2 separate regions of the Anser cygnoides genome follow, and region 2 is linked to region 1. The links are chromatin contacts, called in public Hi-C maps. All regions are on one chromosome and are shown on one strand. The core of a region is the stretch at or near the end of the contact, and the rest is flanking DNA. Distances in the headings are between cores, read along the strand shown.

Region 1 (4,404 bases), core at 1,172-3,671:
TAGTTTTACTAAGCAATGTAGCTCTACTGCAGCAGAGAAAAAAAGAAAAAAAAGAAAAACAGCGAGGGTGGAGGGTTTGGGGACTTCTTTTATATGACTTTATATTTCACAACTAACCAGATGACTGATTTGTAATGGAGGGGACCATCACGGCAATTTGCCCCGCATTAGCCACTGTTCCCTTTCTTCAAGGATTTCTGTGCTTTATGTGATTGATTGCTCATTCATTCTGATCCCATTTCGACACAATGGACTCACGTGGGCATACTGTCTTAAATGAAAAAAGCCCACCAATCCTAAGGAGCTTATGAGAAGAGATATTGGAGAAGGAAAAAAAAACCACCACAGTTCTTGTGATTTGTCTTTCTGTTACACACTCACTAAATCTCATGAGAAGAACCAATGACACCATTCTATAAAACTCCTTTCTTATTCATGGTGGTTTCACTTCGCTCACAGTTACCAGGCTTTTGGTGGACAAAACGGACATCTGAGAAAGACCACAGAGTGCTTATGAAAACTGCAGAGGCTCACCAGGTAGGATAGCTGGTACTGTCTTTAGCATCAGGATGACAATATCAACGTCTCCTACACTTTGCTGCATTGGGACTGTCTTTGCAATGAGTGTATTTGCTGGTGCAGCAGTACCTGCAAAGTAACAATATTCTATCCAAATTATATTTGTTTGGGTATAGTGCCTTTAACATTCACCCTAAAATGCACCCGAGTATCTTGTTTCACTCATTCACAAAATGACACACTACTGAGAGTTAATACAACTACCAGGATCGAGGGCATCCTGACCAAATGATCACAGAGTGGTCACAGACACAGCATTAAGAAAACTCTCCTTTTGCTGTTTCTTGCTCTGAAAAGCTTTGTTAGAACCATGCTTGGTTTGGCAGAATTAAAAAGGAAGATATCAAAGCTGGTAGGAAAAGCTTGTCAGAGTGAATTCACTCTTGCAGATTGATAGCTAGGTGTGAAAGCAGAAAAGGATGGAGGAGTAGCTTGCTCGCCTACCAAAAAATTTTAAATTAGCCTGAACCTGGGCTATGGGCAGATTATTCAATGAACAGGATGAGATCATGTAAAGATATTTACAGCAACTTTACCGATTATTCAAAGAAACAAACCTTACCCTGCTTCTTTCATTTACCACAGCTCCGTAACTCAATATAGTAGATCATTAGATCTGAAAAAAACATTTAATGAATAATCAGATTTTACCTTTGTCAGCACAGAAGTTCTGAACAGCTGCCCAATATTTCTGACATTCTGTATACACATGCACTTTACAAAACATACCAATAAAACCCCCCAAACCAACACCTTTTTTCCATTCAATGTAAGGTTACCCAGAACACCACAGTCCACAGGCAACTTGGGAAGTGAGGGACAACTGGACTACCAAATAGGTCACATTTTGTCGTAAAGGCATGCTAAGGACAACTCTTGCAGACCGAAGAGGACCAAGCAGTAGGCATGCAGTCAGAAGAGCTGCCAGACTTTAACTTTACCATGTGTCACCCTCTGAATTCTAACCAAGTCAGAGCTTGTCCTGAAAGGCTCCTGAAGTCAGCAAGAGATGGCAAGCAGTACATGTATTTTATTACGAAACCTTAAAGTTATTTTTGCCTGCTTTCTAGATAAGTTATATTTAAACAAAAAGCCACAAAAGCTCACAAGCTCTCTCTTCTGAGCCTTGAGGATCTTCCAGCACGTGCCTCAGATGACTTGGTGCCACACGAACCCCCCCGGGTTTAACGTGCCCTGCCACAAGGGCCATGGTGCCCTCACCCCGAGGCCAGCTGCCACCATCCCACCAGGTCCCATTTTGGGGATGCTCACCTCGCAGCACCCCACAGCTGCACACCTGGGGTCGGGGCAGACGGTGATGCCGGCCCTGAGGGATGAGGCGCTTCGTGTGGGCACGCAGCCATGTGCCGCCCTCACCAAGCCCGGCACTGAGGCAGCGGCAGCAGGCACCCAAGTGCTGCGCTTCCCCTCCGACGCTCCTGCACCACGCGTGATTTGCAGTGATTCAACCTCTAGGGTTTGCGGTTTGGGTTCTGGGTTTTTTTGCTTCCTTAAAGCAGCCGGGTGGCATACGGGCAGGCACGGAAGGGAAACCAGAGCCTGGCTTTTCCCCGAGGCCGCCGCAGCGGTACCTGACAGGGGCGGCCCCGCGCACACGGGGCAGCAGGGCTCGGATGCGGGCTGTGGACCCCACTGTGGCCCCACTCCCTCAGCCCCTCAGCGGGGAAAAGGGGGCTCAGCAGGGGCACTGCCGGCACTGCCGGCCCCTCCGCCTCCCCGGGCCCGCCCCGGTACTCACGGCTGCCCCGCTGATCCCCGCCGCCGCGCCCCGGGGATGCGCCTCGCCCCGCCCCGATGCGATGCGAGGCGCAGGGGGCGATGCCCCGAGGGGAGCCCGGGGCAGCACCGGGAGCAGGGGGGCTCCTGGCCAGCGCCGAGGGCCGGCGAGGACGGACAGCACCGCGGCGGGGCGAGGCGAGGCGCAAAGCCCCGCCCGGGTGCCGGCGCCCCGGGACGCGGGGTGAGGCGGGACCGAGCGCCGCCGCCATTTTGTGGCTCAGCGGCCGCCGCCCAGCAGATGGATGCTGGGCCCGGCAGGGTGAGGGGAGCTGTTGCTGTCCGCTAGCGAAGCCCCAGGGCGGCTTCCACGGAGTCCCTGGCTCCATCGCCTTCCTCCTGGCTGCCCGTGCCCCTCACCTTCCTCAGGAGTTGAAGGGCAGCTGCACTGGGGTCTGGGCTGCCGGTCATGGCGGGCGCTGCCCGCTGAGCCCTGGTGCCGGGGGTGGTTGTGTGTGCGGCAGGGACCCCCGTGTGGTGGCATGGCCCTGAGGGGGGCTGAGGCGGAGGGCTTGGATTTTCCTGTCAGCTCAGCCAGGGGAGGGGACGGTTCATTTTGCTACGTTGCTTCCAGTCGCATAGCACAGGCAGCTTTTCCCTGAGAACTGCCAGATGATGGCATTTTATGACATAATTACATACAAAATTCCTGAGACATCCTCTCAAACCTGACTGGGATTGCTGACGGTCAGAGGATCAACACCTTGTGTATGAAATCTGCTGGAGGCAATGCCCCTGCTGTGTGTGCGGCTGCAGATTTGCAACGTTGGGGTCAGTGCTGTTGGCATGGCTGGAGTCCAGTCAAAGCCCCAGTCCAAATGGGAGTTCCCAAGACAAGTTTTCTGGTTCTCAGTCTGGTTCAAGCCTTGAACAGCACTGGAAAATGAGGAATGCAGTCAATGGAGTGTGGTAGACGGGTTTATGAAGTGTAGTGTAATACAGTGAGCTCAGTGACTGTAGCTCACCTCTTTGAAAGCAAGGCAACACCAGAATAATAGAAATTCAGTGCTTACGATAGGACTGGTCCAGGGAGAAATTGATGAGTCCATGGAAACATAAGGAGTAATTCTTCAAGATATTTACTGAGCATCAAGGAAATATTTTCCAAGTGAACCATGCCACAAGCCAGATTCTTCACTTCTAGGTCAAAGAGAGAGCATTTGGGACTGTGGGGGATGGTCACAAATGTTGAAGCACCAGATCTTAATGGAGCAAAGCCTGGCCTTTAGAAGAAAAGTTGAACGCTGGATGCCCTTAAATGAACAGTCCTGAGCGAGAGGTAACAGTTAATGTATATTGGGCAAGTAGTATCCATGTCTTCCATTCTGTTAACTACATACATCATCCAAAACTTCCAGTTAATTTTAGCAGATATTAGTCTGTCATCCCTTTCTGATTCTCCTAAGTGACACCCTCAGTGAATCAATGATAAATAGATTTATCTTCTTAGGCTGCACCTGCTCACAGAGCAAATAACCTGAATGTTACTAAGTAAGTATCTGCATATGTGATAATTTATTTTTTTTATGGGGTAATAGAAAAAAAAAATAAACCCACGCTTAGAGCCTCATCGTGAGAAAAAGCACCTACAAGTCACTTTCTAGGATCACCACCGAGTTGCAGAATCACTAGCTCCAGTCATAATCTCCTCCAGTGGCTAGTAACAGCACATTTCATCAGCAATCACGTGCTTACCCGTGGAGTGGCAACGTGTCATTCATTTCCAATGCAAGTGTCTGCTAAAGCAGATTTTGAGAAATCAAGCCAGGAAGTGGCACTGAAACATATTATCATGGAAATGTTCTCTGGGGAGGGAGGAGACGAAAATAGTGAAACTTGCCAGTCAGTTTAAGGATGTTACTGGTGGTTTGGTGTGCACCAATTAAGGGGCACCTGCACCAAGGAAATTTCCATCTTTTCAAGATAGACACAAGCCAGCGTAAGATAATTTTAAGATGCTTCACATTAATTAGAAGAGACAGAACCTGGTCTGGGCATTAACAGACAGTTTTGGGGCCATGCAGCAAT
Region 2 (4,404 bases), core at 849-3,348, 140 kb after region 1:
CCCCACTGTTTCTCACTTAATTTCAGACACATACAGCGAACAAAACTTTCAATACTTTTAATTTATCAGATTGATCACTCCAAGTTGTGCCTTACTGTTGATACACAGTAAATACATTCAGCTGAACAATTCACTTAATTTGAAAAAAATGCAGTTAGAATGCTAAAATACTGCTTTACACATGAAACAGAACCTTCTGTAGTGATATAGGCTCCAGGCAGGCACAGAGGAAGACTGTTTACCACTGTTTACAGTCTACCACTGCATTTATTCCTGTACCTCTTCATCAGAAGTTGCTTTTAACAGTAGATTTTAGGTTAGCGCTTCTGCTGAAATAAGATTTTGTTAACTCTCAACTTGGTCTTTAGTGATTATCTTTCCAGAACATCATGTTTTTCTTTCATTACACTACAAATTGCTGTTTTCTGAAGACTTACTGAACACATGGTTTCAACAACATTTACAAAAATGAAGAGGTTTCTGGAGTTATACTCTACTGGTGCATGCAACTGTCAAAGCCCAGATAAATCAAGTAACATGCTTCCCCTAGATAAAAGTGCCTGAGCACAGTTACCATTTCACAATTAATAAGAAAGTGAAATTGTATTCTTATTCCAAGCTTTAGACAGATTAATATATAACATAACACCTTGTACTGATCAAACTTAGAAAAATATTTTTTAATTTTTTTTTTTTTTAAGCAAATCTTTAAAGTAATGTCGCAGACTTATGGTGGAAGATGCCAAGGCCCATCCTCCTTTTTCATCTCAAAAAGTTAGGCTGCCAAACCTGTTATACTATTAACAATTACTCATTCAATGCTTTTTTTTTTTTTTTAAACAATGAAGAGGCCAGAAGTGTTGTTTTGTCTTTTTTTTTTTAATTCCATGATCAAGAATGACTGAACATTATATTCATTTAAATCAATCCAATTACATAGTTTCCATAAGTTAGTGGCTGCCAAACAAGCGTGTAGTCCAGCATCCCACCATGAGCAACGTTATCTGATGGGTAAGACCAATTTTAAGGTTAGACATAGTACATGTAAAAATAGAATGTTTAAAAACCAATCTTGTCACAGATATTTCCATTGCCATCTCCTTTGTGAAATAAATAAGGCAGCAGATAACTTCTACTTCGCAGTGGCATCTTTGAGATATGCTATTAAGTCTGCTCTCTCGGACTTCTTCTTAATACCCGCGAAAATCATCTTTGTTCCTGGGATATACTTCTTTGGATTTTCCAAATACTCCATCAGAGTATCCTCACCCCAGGTGATACCTGGAAAGAAGAAAAAAAGATGTTTGGAGCTGTCAAAAGTGAAACATTTCTTTCCTTGTCCTCCATGTTATTTTACTTTCTGACAGATACTTACGACTTTGATACTTCTAAGACTATCATCAAGAACTGAACGTTTTTGCCCCCAGTAACCCAGAGAAGCAGCTTTACGCTTACCTTTATTCTTATTAGCATCTGTGTACGAGAAGCCCTCAGCCTGCCCAGTCTTGCGCCCAAACAGGCCGTGTAGGTTGGGTCCGGTCTTGTGCTTGCCTCCCTTCTCAACCGTATGGCACTGGGAGCATTTCTGCACGAAGATCTTCTTGCCCTTCTCGACGTCCCCCATCTTCAGCGCTAGAGCGGGAACACACGGAGAGGTCAGCGCGCCAACACCAAGGTCAACTCCCCCACGGGGGCTCTGCCGGGACCCGTGCTGGCTCCCAACACCACATCCGCGGCCCGCGCACCCAGGAACTGCTCTGAACGCCTACACTCCAGCGGCACCCGCTGGGTTTGAACGTTACACACAGCCAGACCCCCCCGGCCCGGCCCGGCCCTAACGGTCCTTAACGGTCCCGCCGGGACACGGCAGCGCCCAGGCCCAGGCTCCAGCCCCAGCGGCAGGAAGCGGAGCCCAGGCCCACCAAGCCTAGACCCATGCCCCCCGCAGGCCGCGGCCCCCGCACCTGCCCCGCCGCCACCGCCTTTCCCCGGCCGCCCCGCACCGCCCGGCGTCTGCCCAAGGACACGCCGGACTCCGCCCTATGTAACCCGGTGTCGGTGCAGCCAAACCGCGCCGCAACCTACCGCCCGCCCACTCTGGCGCGCTAGCCAATCAGAGCCCCCCTATCGGCTTCTGATTGGTTAGAACGCCTGTCTGTCAATGTTAATGTCGCGGCGCCGCAGGCTAGCGAGATAGGTTGCGGCCGGCGGGCTGCCTCGCGCTTCCTGCGGAAGGCGCCGTGCGGAGCGCTGTGACGTAACGGGCGGGGAAAGGGGGCAGGCGCACGGCGCATGCGCACAGCGGAAAGCGAAGCAAAGGTCGCGCGGCGCCCCGAGCGCGTGGTCAGGGCGGCCCCGGGGGGCAGTGGCCGTGACGTAACGGCCGGCCCCGCCCCTCGGTTGCCAAGGGGAAGGGACCCCAAGAGAGGCCTGGGGAGCGCCTCAGTGCGCTGCGGGGCGTGCACGAGCATACAGTAATTGTACAAGCAAATTATCGCTCCTCGTTTGATGGGGGCACGTTTTTATCCGCTACTTGTCATGCCTGGAGCGTCACACATAATTTTGTCCACTTTCTAGCGTTTTACCGCTCAGCACATAGTAAATACACGTACACCATGTCAGTCTGCTGCAAAGCTTTAGCAATTAACGGTGTCCTCAACTGTAAACTTACCATAATGAAACTCATTTGCTTATGATGTGGTTAAATTCATTGCTCTGTTGGGAGCAGGGTAACGTAACACGTGCAAGGGAATCACCTTAAAACGGCATCTTGACTTCTGTTGCTAAACTCAGATCTCAAACCAGGCTCCCAGAGTTATGAGGTTGACTGAAAATATGCTAACTTAAATTTAAAGACACCGTCTTTTAGACGAGACGATAAAGACATTACTTTATTTGCCATTTGGTTTTTAACCTTCATACTGCACTTGACTCACGTTTTTAGACTTTTTATCATTGTTGCAAGCACCATAGACTGTATTTTTTTTGATAAGGGTTGTGTGTCTCATATGACTTCAGGTGTCAGATGTATGTAACTTAATACCACAAGACTCCTGGCATGACCCCTGGCCTCTTTTATCTTTAAAAGAGAAAGAGCAGAAAGTGCCTTTTAAGCTGCTTTAAGAAATCACAGTGGTGTAAATTCTTAAGCTTCTTTAAGCACTTGATGTGGTCTGATGCAAGCTTCTTTAAGGACTTGATGTGCGCTAATTACTGACATCAATTCAAAAGATTTCCTTTTGTTCATAGAATGCATACTTCAGGCATCTCTAATTGCCTTCATTTCTTTTAGTTTTTGGTGTCTAAAAATGTGTACTCCATACTAGGCATTGCATGTTGAGCTTCACAGTTACCCCTTGTGATGCATGTGGAAGGACATTGTAGCAATTTTCTTTTCTTTCCTTTTTTTTTAATATTTTTTTTATTTTTTTTTCCTCAGGTAAGCTGTTTTTGAAAACTGTGGCTTGACTGAAGACAGTTGAATCTGGTTTTGTTAAATATATGAAATAATGAAATGCTCTCGGGGAAGATACTGAACCTGGGAGGCTTTCAGTGCTAAAGGTGGATATACCAAAGATCAGTCTGTAAAATGAACTCTTATTTTCTTATAAAAGTTCATTTCTTATCTTCTAATATCTGCCTTACACCTGACCACACAGATGCTGCTGTGTGAGTGACTGCCCGCTGCTTTGATGCAGTACCATTCTGTGAAGGTGTAAATATTACAAAATGGAATATTCATGGGTTTGCATACTGTATTGTTTGTAGAAGTTATATTGTAGGACAGAATATATTGTGGGATATCTAGAGGCAATGCAGAAGACAAAGTCAGGGCTTTTGCGGCTTTGCATTGCAGGAGTAAACTAAATTGACTCATTTGACTCATTTTGAATGCACAATTACTTTCCCATGTATTAAAATTAATTGAAATGTTTGCTTTGATGTGGTTTGCCTGGAACGTTTGCGTTTTAGTCTGACAGTTATTCCCTGTGGTTACACCTGAAATGCCTTTGTATTTGTACTACTTCAGATCATTATAAACTAGAACAACGGTTCTTTTGCAGCCAAAATTATTGCTATGAAATTCTGTCCTGAAGGAAAGAAAGATAAACCAAATATGCACTGAAGTCCAGTATTAAAGAAAATGGAGCAAAACAGCCAACCGGTTCTCTTAAGAGGTACACTGCAGATAATAGAAGAAAGAAGGCCTTACAGGACTAGGCTGGAACTTGGGAAAGTATGGTTTATTTTTCAGTTTTGTGATAAACTTCTTGTGTGGTCTTCGATAAATATGTTATAACCAGTTCCTTGTATTGACATCATTCAGTGTTGGTGGGTCAGCGATTTGTGCTGTCGTCACTGTAGTGTGCACTGGTTTTAAGACATATCTGTACCCTGAGTCAT

Evidence for each region. Hi-C and Micro-C count contacts between places; a contact is called where the count stands out from the background.
Region 2: a contact with region 1 is called in a Hi-C map of granulosa cells, with 2.3 times the contacts expected there. The contact joins the promoter of CYCS here to the promoter of GSDME in region 1. A contact is called at or near these places in 3 of 7 Hi-C or Micro-C datasets (fetal liver, granulosa cells and liver).

What each region holds. Positions count from the first base shown.
Region 1 is chr2:34,984,021-34,988,424 of Taihu_goose_T2T_genome, forward strand. It overlaps GSDME (gasdermin E), which reads right to left and starts at 2,422. Exons shown (of 11, transcript XM_048070267.2): 1 at 2,339-2,422; 2 at 1,142-1,195. It overlaps LOC106030217 (a long non-coding RNA gene), which reads left to right and starts at 2,424. Exons shown (of 4, transcript XR_007165663.2): 1 at 2,424-2,560; 2 at 3,521-3,655.
Region 2 is chr2:35,126,480-35,130,883 of Taihu_goose_T2T_genome, forward strand. It overlaps CYCS (cytochrome c, somatic), which reads right to left and starts at 2,099. Exons shown (of 3, transcript XM_048070319.2): 1 at 1,965-2,099; 2 at 1,456-1,632; 3 at 43-1,281. The coding sequence starts at 1,624. The coding sequence ends at 1,133. It overlaps LOC106030153 (a long non-coding RNA gene), which reads left to right and starts at 2,108. Exons shown (of 4, transcript XR_001203548.3): 1 at 2,108-2,480; 2 at 3,440-3,561; 3 at 4,065-4,237.